Regions from separate parts of the Rattus norvegicus genome. Here region 2 is linked to region 1. A link is a contact called in public Hi-C data. All regions are on one chromosome and are shown on one strand. Each heading gives the region's core, a stretch centred on a gene start, on an enhancer-like site or on the middle of the called end of the contact. The rest is flanking DNA. Distances are from core to core; before and after follow the strand shown. Region 1 overlaps Stard13 (StAR-related lipid transfer domain containing 13). Region 2 has its middle 63 kb from the start of Rfc3.

The links. Hi-C and Micro-C count contacts between places; a contact is called where the count stands out from the background.
Region 2: a Hi-C map of liver shows a contact between it and region 1, with 1.9 times the contacts expected there. The contact joins two enhancer-like sites. A contact is called at or near these places in 2 of 12 Hi-C or Micro-C datasets (hepatocytes and liver).

The regions. Positions count from the first base shown.
Region 1 is chr12:5,554,132-5,559,481 of GRCr8, reverse strand. The region is part of intron 1 of Stard13 (StAR-related lipid transfer domain containing 13); the gene reads left to right. Among named protein-coding and RNA genes, the nearest start is that of Stard13, 13 kb to the left of the region's middle. Within about 2 kb of position 3,206, at least 10 of the 93 cell types and tissues checked have an H3K27ac peak or open chromatin away from gene starts, as enhancers often do. A contact at or near this core is called in liver, where this site is marked.
Region 2 is chr12:5,770,503-5,775,852 of GRCr8, reverse strand. It overlaps a transcript of Stard13 not described here. Among named protein-coding and RNA genes, the nearest start is that of Rfc3, 63 kb to the left of the region's middle. Within about 2 kb of position 3,157, at least 2 of the 93 cell types and tissues checked have an H3K27ac peak or open chromatin away from gene starts, as enhancers often do. A contact at or near this core is called in liver, where this site is marked.

The DNA.
Region 1 (5,350 bases), core at 1,957-4,456:
CAGAGCAATCGTGGGGGTCTCTCATACACACTGGGCACCCCAATGCAAAGACATCTGAAATGGCCCCAAATCTGAAGCTCACAGAGCACAGATCTGGCCTCGGGCGACAGGACGCAGTCAACATGGCTGTACACCGAGAACACTGTATGTGATTGCCCTCTAGCATAAGAAGCATAGATGAATAACCGAGGCCCTCCCCCCAAAGATACCTCATCCTGCCTGTGTCACTACTTCAAATCCTGCAAAACAAGTGGAGATCTGAGACACTTCTTGTCCTGAGTATTTCCTGTAAAGGCCATGGTCTGTACCCCCAGTTTTCTGAAGAGAAACCCGGGAATAAGTGATTACAACTTGAAAGACAATGAATGAAAGAGTAGATCTCAGTGGATCCTTCAGTCCTCATTAGTGTGGTTTCCTGGACTGTTATGAACTCTCGTAGTTTCACAGGGCCTTTCTCCCTCCAAATGTCCATGTAAAGAAGCGCGTGGGAGAGAACATGTTAAAATGGACAGAAGGTTTGCTTTTCAGGTCCGTGAGGCTATCGTAGAACTCGTGGTGGGCGTCAGCACAGCATCGACTACATATGCATGGCTGGGCTTTGCTCTTATTCGTCCCCTCCCCCACTGTCCTCAGCTCTGCCTCTCTTCCATGCCCAGGGGTTTCCTTCCTCTTCCCACTGAGGTCTCCCTTCTGCTGTCTGATCTCACATACACCATTGCCCTCTCTATGTCTTCCTTCCTTGTCCTGTCTTATCCCCTCCTTCCGTGGATTATCCTGTAGTTTCATCTCACATACATGCAAACACACATGCACACATATGTACACACATATATACATGCACACGTAATACACTCACACATGTGCACATAAACACATACATATATATTCACACATACACACATGCACACTCAGTCTGATATACATATACGTGTACATACATACATACATACATACACTGTCTCCCACACATACATACATATGCTGTCTTGGTCAGGGTTACTATTGCTGTGATGAAACACCATGGCCAAAGCAACTTAGGGAGGAAAGGGTTTGTTTAACTTCCACTTTCCCATCACAGTTGGTCATCAAGGCAAGTCAGGACAGGAACTCCAGCAGGGCAGGACCCTGGAGGCAGGAGCTGATGCAGAAGCCATGGAGGGTGCCACTTACTGGCTTGTTACACATGACTTGCTCAGGCTATTTTCTTATAGGGCCCTGGACCACCAGCCCAGGGGTATCCCCATCCACAATAGTCTGGGCCCTCCTTCATTAATCACTAATTAAGAAAAAACTAACACGCATGCCTATAGCCCCGTTCTTATGGAAGCATTTTCTCAACGGAGGCTCCATCCTCTCAGATGACGTTAGCTTGTGTCAAGTTGACACAGACACAGCACATAGGCACACATGCACATACCCAAGCATACACACACTTTTAAATCCAAGCCACATGTAAGGGAAAACGTGGTGTTTTTCTGATCCTGGCTTATTTTGCTTAATTGTAGACATTTTCAATCTCACCCATTTTTCTTGCAAATGGATGTCACAATTTCATTTTTTTTCAGCTGAATAAAAGTCCATTGTGTATGTGTATCCTGTTTTCGGCGTGCATTCGTTGGTTTATTGGTGGGTCTCAGGCTAGTTTGAACGGCACGGCAGTAAGCGTGGATGAGAAGAATCTCTGGGATCTGCTGACTTTGAGTCCTTTCGCACGCGACCGTGCGGTCATCTGGTTGTTGTATTTCTAGTTTCTGGAAGGCTGTCTAAACTGATTTACCCAGGGACTGCAGGGATCGCACGTTCCTGTCCTGTCAGTGGTAAACCAGGGCCTGCCTTTCCCCACACGTCCAGAAGCATTTGCTGCCATCTGTCTTATTGGTGACAGCCACTCCTTTGTGTGGACTTAGATGGGCTCTCAGAGCAGGTCTAGCCTGTGTGTCTCTGGTGGTTGAGGAGACTGAATGTTTTTAAGTATTTATCAGTAAGAATTTTATTCAGTTCATCACTTTATCTATCGATTGGGGGATGGCTTAGGGCTTTTTCCTGTTTAATTTTTGCAGTTCTTTCCAACCCCCTGATATTGATCCCCTGTTTAATGTGTAGCCAGAGGAGACTTACGGCCAGCTGATAAATTAAAAACTAAGCTCTCTGCATCCCGTGCTAACTCTGATAAGCTTTTAAACTATTTTAATAGTTTGTTTCCTATAAGAGCATCGTCCCTGTTAATTGGAGAATATTCTTTATCTTTACTGAGTCCCTTAGCTAAGGAAGGTGAAATGGGAATATGGTACTTGTCGGGGTTTGTCCCCAGAAGTAAATTTATTGATACTTTGGCAGATACACTATATAAAAGCTCCTGCTCTGTTGAATTTTATAGAAAATATATACTTTTAATCCTCTCGAGATAGCTATCCCCAAGGACAGAGAATCAGTGTGTGCGGCCTTCTGCAGTCATCATGACATGGTGTTAATTCTGACCTTGTAGAACCCCCTTTTTTTATAGGATGCAATGCTTGGCGTCTGCGCCTGGCGTAGAGTGAGCCCGGATGGCTGTGCAGTCCTCTTACTGGCTTGACAGGTGGGGGGACAATTCTAAGCTCGCTGTCTGGTTGAGTCTGCACCCGGGTGAATATATGCACGTATGAATGCATCCAGGTGTGAGTTGGCTTCGACGTCATGATTAGGAAGCCTTACTCCGTACAGTCTGGTTTTCTATGAGATGGGAAAACCCATGAAGGAGTCTTCCTGGTCTAAAATGTTTCTGAAAGCTAGGAAGTAAGGTAGAGGAGTTTCCAGGTCAGCACCAGCCTGTTTGGTCTCGGTCCGAGAACTCGAGTGTGTGGGGTCTTCAGCAACAGAATCACACCCCCGAGTTCTTGAGAGTAACCAATGGCGTTGGACATAACCTGTCGTGTTTGGGAGCCAGAGGGACATCACTGACCAACAGTCCCCAAAGAAGTAACTTGCTCCTGGTGCTGGTCTTTTTTTTTTTTTTTTACTCATTAGCCTGTGGTGTGTAAGAGGAGTCCTGCTGCCCCATTGCAAGTTTAAATGTTCCGAATCTCATTTCCCCCAAATCGTGGCTTTGCAAGTGGAATCTGTGGCACAGAAAGGCACACTTCCGTGACTGGTTCTGTGGCGCGCTAATGTAAACTCACCTGCTAGACTACGGGCGCCTGGCAGCTGCAGTGGTCAAACATTAACTTAACGCAAGACAAGGGATTGTTTCAGAGTGTTTTCCTCCTCCCCCACCTCCAGGTTCCCAGCTTCGCTCTGCACGAGGCTGTTCTGTCTCTGTTTCCTTCACGTGAGCCTTTTTCCTGTCACTGCCACCCTCGTATTGTTGGTTACCATTTCAGAGCCTGCTCTGGACACTGCAGTCCATCAACGCCAAGAATGACCTAGGGTGCAGATGAGGTCTTTTAGACTCACTGACAGTCGCTCTTCCTCATTCTGCTTGAGCCTTGCAGGTAGAACCATACCCTGGGGTGAGCCCGGCTTCACATCTCCATGACGTCATAACAGTAGGAAAAAAAAAGTTTGCTAACATCTGTGTGCTGGAAGATGAAACATTCAGGCCCAAGTCTTTATATTTCACATCATACACACATCTTAAGCTTGGGAATATTTGTCCTTTCTAAGCATAGCAACAGCAGTCTTCAAGCTAACTTTCTAGAGCCTTCCCCGGGATAATCTATCACCTGTTTTCAAGGAATCTAGCATGGTTAGATATGGTCCTCCCACTGTGTTTTCATTAAGACCTGAGTTTACCCGTCTGGAAAATAAGCAAGATGGAGGCTCCACCATACACTCGCCCTCCCCTTCCTTAGGTGAGTGAACCATGGCTCCAGAGTGCTGCCTGAACTTTCCTGATGCCCCACAGCCTGTGAGCACTGGAGCTCTACCCTGAACTCAAGTCTGGGTGAGCTAAGAACGGGTGTTACTCACCACTGCCAATCCGTCCTCCTCCTAATTATGGGTAGACATTGTCTACTTGGTCCCAAAGATGGCTTGAGTGCTTATTCTTTGTCATTATAGACACAGCTGGCCCCTCCTCGCCCCCTCTCCCATTGCTGAAGAACAGTCAGTCGTTCAGCTTGTGACCATCTTACCCTGACACCCCCTTTCTGCCCTCCCGATGCCTTCCCAGGGCTGGCCATCCTTTATCAAGAACTCTGCGTCCAGAGTAAATGTCAGGCAGCAGGGTTTCTTGCCAGAGGCTGGATAGTGTGGTTAGGTAGGCCCTGACCCAAGAAGAGGGCAAAGAAAATTTTCCTCTACCCTTAGCCCAACCTCCTCACTTCCTACCCTTCAGAATGTTGCCTTTCTCCCAAAAAAGTGCCCAGTGGAGGGCCCAGCCTCCCCTACACTTCCCGGGGGCTCCCAGGCTGAGTCTCCTGTGCCCTCACAGCGCCTCTTTTCAGACAGGAGCTGAACACAATGGGCTTGAGTTGAACCTGTGCTGGTCTGGGGGACAGCGGGTCTCAAATCCTCAGGTCTATAATGCTGAGAGAGAGTTAAAGAGGGTCTCGCGTGGAGGGTTTTTCCCCTGCCCATTGGATAACTCTGACCTCAGGCCAGAATCATCCCAGTCGTCCCTGCCGAACAGTAGCTCATCTTAGAAGAAACGATCAGTGCGCTGCCAACTTTGACTGTTCGGGAATTTTTGCCAGAAGCAAAACAGGATCAAAAATCATAAACAGACCTCCTCCCTTGCCACACCACCGCTATTTACACGAGGAGACTGGTAAGCCGGCTGTGCCACACAGCGCTCCGGGGAGGGGATTATTTTAAGCAGAAAAAGGCTAACTTGAGGAGTACTCACTTCTAGATGGTTCCAGACTAGTCAGGGTTCAGGAGGCAGACAGCACTAAGCAATGCCTGTCTTCCAAACACAAGCTACTTGTAGTCTCGAAGCATCCATGGGGTAGAGAACCCAGGAGTGGTGTGAGCCTCGAGGAGAATGGCTATGTTTTAGGAGGGAAGACCCTACCCTGTGAGGCAAGCTCAAGGAGGCAAGAGGCCTGGCTTCTAGGGTACCTCAGTGCTAGGAAGAGTCCCCAATGCTTTCACCTCACCGCCCACCCAGTGTGCTTAGGGTTGGACCATGGGAGGATCAGCTCCTGCCCATCTGCAGTATTACTGAGGAGGGGAATGGAAAGAAAATGGCTGAAGTGAATGTGTGATACTCTAGCTCTTGATTGGCTCTCAGGCAGGGTCTGTGCTGTAGGGGTGACTGGACAGAGGTACCCAGCCGTGGGAGAGAGCAAGGCTCCAGTCTTTGCTGGCTGGGTTAAGCACAAAGCTTACCTCTCTTCCAGAAACAATGATTCCCAGCACTCCCCAAGGA
Region 2 (5,350 bases), core at 1,908-4,407, 220 kb before region 1:
TGTCTATTATGTATATGTGTGCTATGTGTCCTATCCGTGTGTGATGTTTACATGTGTGTAGTGTTCTATTTGTATGTGTGCACATGTGTTGTCTGTGTGTGCTATTCAAAATGCCAACTTGCTATTGGTATTCAAGAGACTCTCATAGTACAGCAATACCTGCTGTTTGCACACACACACACACACACACACACACACGTGTGTGTGTGTGTAAGTTTCAGGCCTTTTTTTCTTCCATCAGCAAAAAGCTGCGCTTCATCGCTTCCCAGCACGCCCTACAGGGCAGCCGTTTAGAACCAAATATTCATTCTCTGCCAAAACTTTGTTCTCGTATGAATTCACTCTGACCTTTTGCCTCAGCCTTCCTTGATCTAGGGCTTACTTGCTCAGAAGCAAGTATCGACCTGTGACCTGTGCTTGCTTATTCCCAGAACTCTCTGGTAGTATCCTGGCACCCCAACTCCCCCAGCAACCCTTCGGGATTCCAGGCTCAACCAGATGTTATTCCTACCCACCAGTGCGGTTGACTGGCTGTGTCCCAGGGGCAGGTTATGTAGGATCTCTGATCTCTGGTGTACAGTGAGAAGTTCTCTCAAGGTGCCAGAAGCATGGGAAACTCAGAGTGTTTTATGGTCACCTTCTCACAGCTGTCTGCTCTATCAGGGCAATGTCGCCTAGTGGTCTCTTCTTATGCCACCGTGATTGAGCTCTTCCATCAAGATCTCTCTCCCTTTCCTCCTCCCCTCCCCTCTGCCCTCCACTCGTAGATGTTAAAGCTCTTCCTTTATTCCCAATCCTTAGCTCCCAACCCCTATAGACTGCTGTTCATCTCTCTTGGTATAACCATCAACTTTAGCTCGGTGTCTCAGCCCTAACTGTAAACTTGATACTGCCTAGAATCACCCGAAAATCTGTTTCAGTTAAAGAATTGTCTTTGCCAGGTTGGTCCGTGGGCCAGGAACGAGATTGTCTTGATTGTCTTGTACAGAAGGGCACAGCACACTGGACAGCACCAGACCTGCCCTGGTCAGCGCATTTTACACTGTATCAGAAAGTTAACAAAGTATGAGAGAGAGAGGGAGGGAGGGAGGGAGAGAGAGAGAGAGAGAGAGAGAGAGAGAGAGAGAGAGAGGTGCAAAAGTTGCGTTTCTTCATGTTTTCTGCTTAAGCCAAACAGACTCTTTCCTCCTCTAAGTTGGCTTTTTTGGTTTTTAGTCAGAGTGTCTTTTTATCACAGCCAAGGAAAGGAAACTAGGCAATGTCAAATGAACCCATAATCCCAGTAGGAAGGAGGCTCAAGAAAGAAGAAGTGGGAAGTCTAGCTGAATCCTTGAGCTCTGGGTTCAGGGAGAGACCTGGGGGGAAGCCGTGAAGAAAGGCGTTGACCTTGGGCCTTCACACACAGAGCATGTCTGCAAACCTGCGCACACACAGGTACACTAGTGTAAATATGTATATCCTACCCACAAAGACTGTCTCAGTAACTCTTACCAATTCACGCACATGGCCGTCCTTCCGGCTATTCTCTTGTACACACTCTGGTGCTAATTTGAAATTTAATGGGAAAAATGAAAAGAGGAGAGAAGAAAGGTGTAAAAAGTGGTAAGAGATAAAGCATTATTTTCAAGGCTGGGGGGAGGGGTCAGGATGGGGGTTTACCTGACAGGTAAGAGGCAAATCTACCCTTATTTTGCAAGAGTTGAACCTTGAAATTAATTCTCAGAGTCAATATTTCTTTTCCTCTTTCATATTGACGTGACCAAAAACATTACCAATCCATTTCTGTTCCGGGGAGCTGTCTGGGATGTAGCAACGTTTTACTACCAACATTACAAGATTGAGCAACTCAGTTTTCCAGAGTTCTGCTTTCTTCCTGTAGACAAGTGAGAATCATAATGGTCTTTCATGTCTTCTTCTGGAAAATTCAATATATCCAAAATAGTTCTGAAAATACAGTAGGCGAGCCATAGAAGAATTGTTCTACTCAATAAACAATGGGAGGGAGGGAGGGAAGAAGAGAGGGAGAGAGAGAGAGAGAGAGAGAGAGAGAGAGAGAGAGAGAGAGAGAGAGAAAGGTACTTGTGAACTATATAAAAATGTTTGTTTGTTTACCCTTATTGAAGCAAGCTTGAGGTCTGTCCCAGCCAAAAGACCCTGAAATATCCATTCACTTCTCCCTCTGATCATCATCAGGGAACACTCTGCTGTGAAAAGTATGGCCAGTAATGGACATGGACAGGTGAAGCCGATTTGAAAAGTAACAAAACCGAGCTAGAAAGATGGCTCAGTGGTTAAAAACACTGGCTGCTCTTCCAGAGGTCCTTGAGTTCAATTCTCAGCAACCACATGGTGGCTCACAACCATCTGTAATGAGATCTGATGCCCTCTTCTGGTGTGTCTGAAGCCAGTTTCTATCTGTCTGTCTGTCTATATTATAATCTTTTTTTTAAAAAAGAAAGAAAAGTAACAAATCCATGTGCTGAATTCATCACTGAATGGTAGAGACGGGCATGTGGTGTTGAGTTAGAGAGAGAAGCACTTGACCTCCAGCTGTTGACTATAAGCAGCGGGGCTGGAGGGGACCTCATGGGGATGGCCTGACACTCCCTTGATTTTCTTTAGTGTCTTCATTTGCACGGGCTACTTGGGGGCTATTTCTCTTCTAATTATAGGCTACCTGAACATTCCATTTGCATTCTAATTGCAGGGCTTAGGGAAAGCTCACTTATTTCCAAGGGGTAGATTGCAGTTGAAGGAGAAAGAAATGTGCGGGCTATTGGAGGACTCTGGGTACTGGAGGGACCCAGAATTTAGACATCAGGATGAGAAATGATTCGAGACTCAGAAAACGCACACTCAGAAGAAGACACCAACTTCCCCTGAAACCAGAGTTACAGATGGCTGGGAGCCACCGTGTGGTGCTGGGAATCAAACCCTGGTCTTCTGCAATTGCTAGGCCATCTTTCCAGTCCTCAGAACAGAATCTTTCAGAGAGAGCTAGTACCTGAGAACACAGCGGTTTAGAAATAGTTAAAGCAATTCAGGAAATACCTATTGACAACAATGAGCAAAGGTCCGTGGATTTGTGGAGTAGCCTCTGCCATTGGACGGTTTGGACATATTTTAGCTGTGAGATCACCAGTGTTGTGTAAGTCTCGGGTCACTGGGTGGTGTGTTTTCTCAGGGTGTTCTGACAGGTCCTTGGCAACACATGGCAGATGCTCTGGGTTGTTGCCTCTTACAATGCTTAGCTTACAGGTATAAGTCAGGTTGTAGCATGAATAAAATATATTTGAAGTCTTTCCAATATAGGCAAGAGGGAAATGAGGTTATTCAAACAGTTCATGTTTATATTGTGGCTACTTTGTAATCACAAATTCTTTTCAATTCATTAAAATAAAAATTTGATCATCAGTTGTAGTTTTGTCCTCTAGCAGACAGAAGAGTCCTATTTAGACTTTCTGAAGAAACCATTTAAGTGAAAGATTCAAACAGATGTGTCGTGTCCAGGTCCTGCTGAAAATTGTAAGCACAGAGTTCAGAAAGGGAGCCCAAAAAGTGGGTGGGAGAGGGGAAGCTGCTCCTTCAGGCTAAGGAGTGGAGCTGGGTTCTTCCCAATCCACCCACCTGCCTGTGCTCTTTGGAGCCCCGATTAAACCCTCTATTCCACACTTGGTTTTCACATAAAGTTATTTGAACAAAGAAGCATAGAGCCCGCCTGGGAAGAATTATTCAAGAACGCCAACTCTCTTGACACTCTTACTATGTTATCCTTATAAGTAATAATTTAAAAGTTCTGCCAATCATTTGTGTGCACTCAGATACATTCATGAAGACACTGTAAAGCCATAGAGGACACTCGCCACTAACTCCATTCCTCTCTCCAACACATTGCAATATCTACAAAACCAGATAACGCCCATTGTTGCATATGAAAAAAATCACATATAAATACATGTACATGTGTGCTAGTGGGCATTGTTTCTTTATGTTAGACACCTGGAGTTTTTCTCTTGAACAAGGCACTGGAGGGTGATCTGTAATACTGTTTACAAGAATGGGATGTAAATAATCTTTAGGATACATTTAAGACTTGGATTTCAGTATCATTAAATTAGAGAGTATGATGTAATTAAATGAAGCCTTTGTAAACACCGTTAGGCAGTATTTGAGAGGAAAAAGATTAGAAGGTTAGGGGCTTTCTAAATACATAGAAAGGGCGTAGTGCTATGCATTGCATGGTAGAGTAACGCAGCTGACTTTACCCAGCACCATTTTATCTCGATGGTATTTGACATTCGTGCACGCATGCCTCTTACAGAAACAAGATGAATTGTTGTGGACTCTCAGGGCGAGGCCATTGCACAAGGTGAAAAATCACAGCTTGTGGCTCGTTTGCCCTTTTGAAGTGACAGTCTTGACATTTCCCAGAAATAATGCTGTTTTTATTCAGGCTTGGGGTTTGTCCATCATTGATGATTGCAGAATGAATAGTCAATATGAGTTTGAATGAAATTACATCTTTCTCATTTACTCTTTAATAAAAATGAAAAGAACTTAAAATAGTGTACCCAGTAGCACAGTGATCCAACCAAACTTGTTCCTTATAGAGAAGAGGTGGCTGGCTGATGGATTTTCCTCTAAAATAAATTTTTCCTTATCAAAATATGACTTACTAAGAAGTTCAGAAGGTTAAATACTAGAAAATAGAAATGATAAAATTAATGGTAATCTTATGAAAAAATATTTCCCCTACAAAAGCAATCCTTTGATCATTCCTTGGTTGTAATACCTTTTCAGCTTTTGATAAAATATTTCTAATTTGGAGCAAACTTTCTTCTTATATAGGTCCAAACACAAAGACATTCAGGTTAAATATAGGCATAGTAGAGCGGTTACTAGCCTACCGCTATTGGTTTTCTGACTCTGACTTCTGGTTACATTGTAACTTGAATCAAATATGATTATATAATTCTGTAAGCAAAGTTCTATCTTATGTATCTGGTCAACATAGGACTAAACGTCAGTGATCAGTGGGCTCAATAAGACAGGCATTATCCAGAGAGAGCAAACAGCTAGATCCATCTAGGCACTGATCTTTCAGAACTAAGAGCTGGTGTCCTAGCCCCGCCTCTCCAGCTCATAGCATTCATTCATTGGCTGCAAGCAGTTTGCCCGCAGTGTGTGGTAAAATCTCTTAGCTACAGACTGGCAGTGGGCTGTCCACCTGCACCACTGTACTAAATGAGGCTGGTGAATTCAAAGCAGATTCCATTGTAATGACAAAACCACTTTCCTTCACAACACTATAATCAGAAATGTTTATTGTGATCATTACCTAATAAGTGCT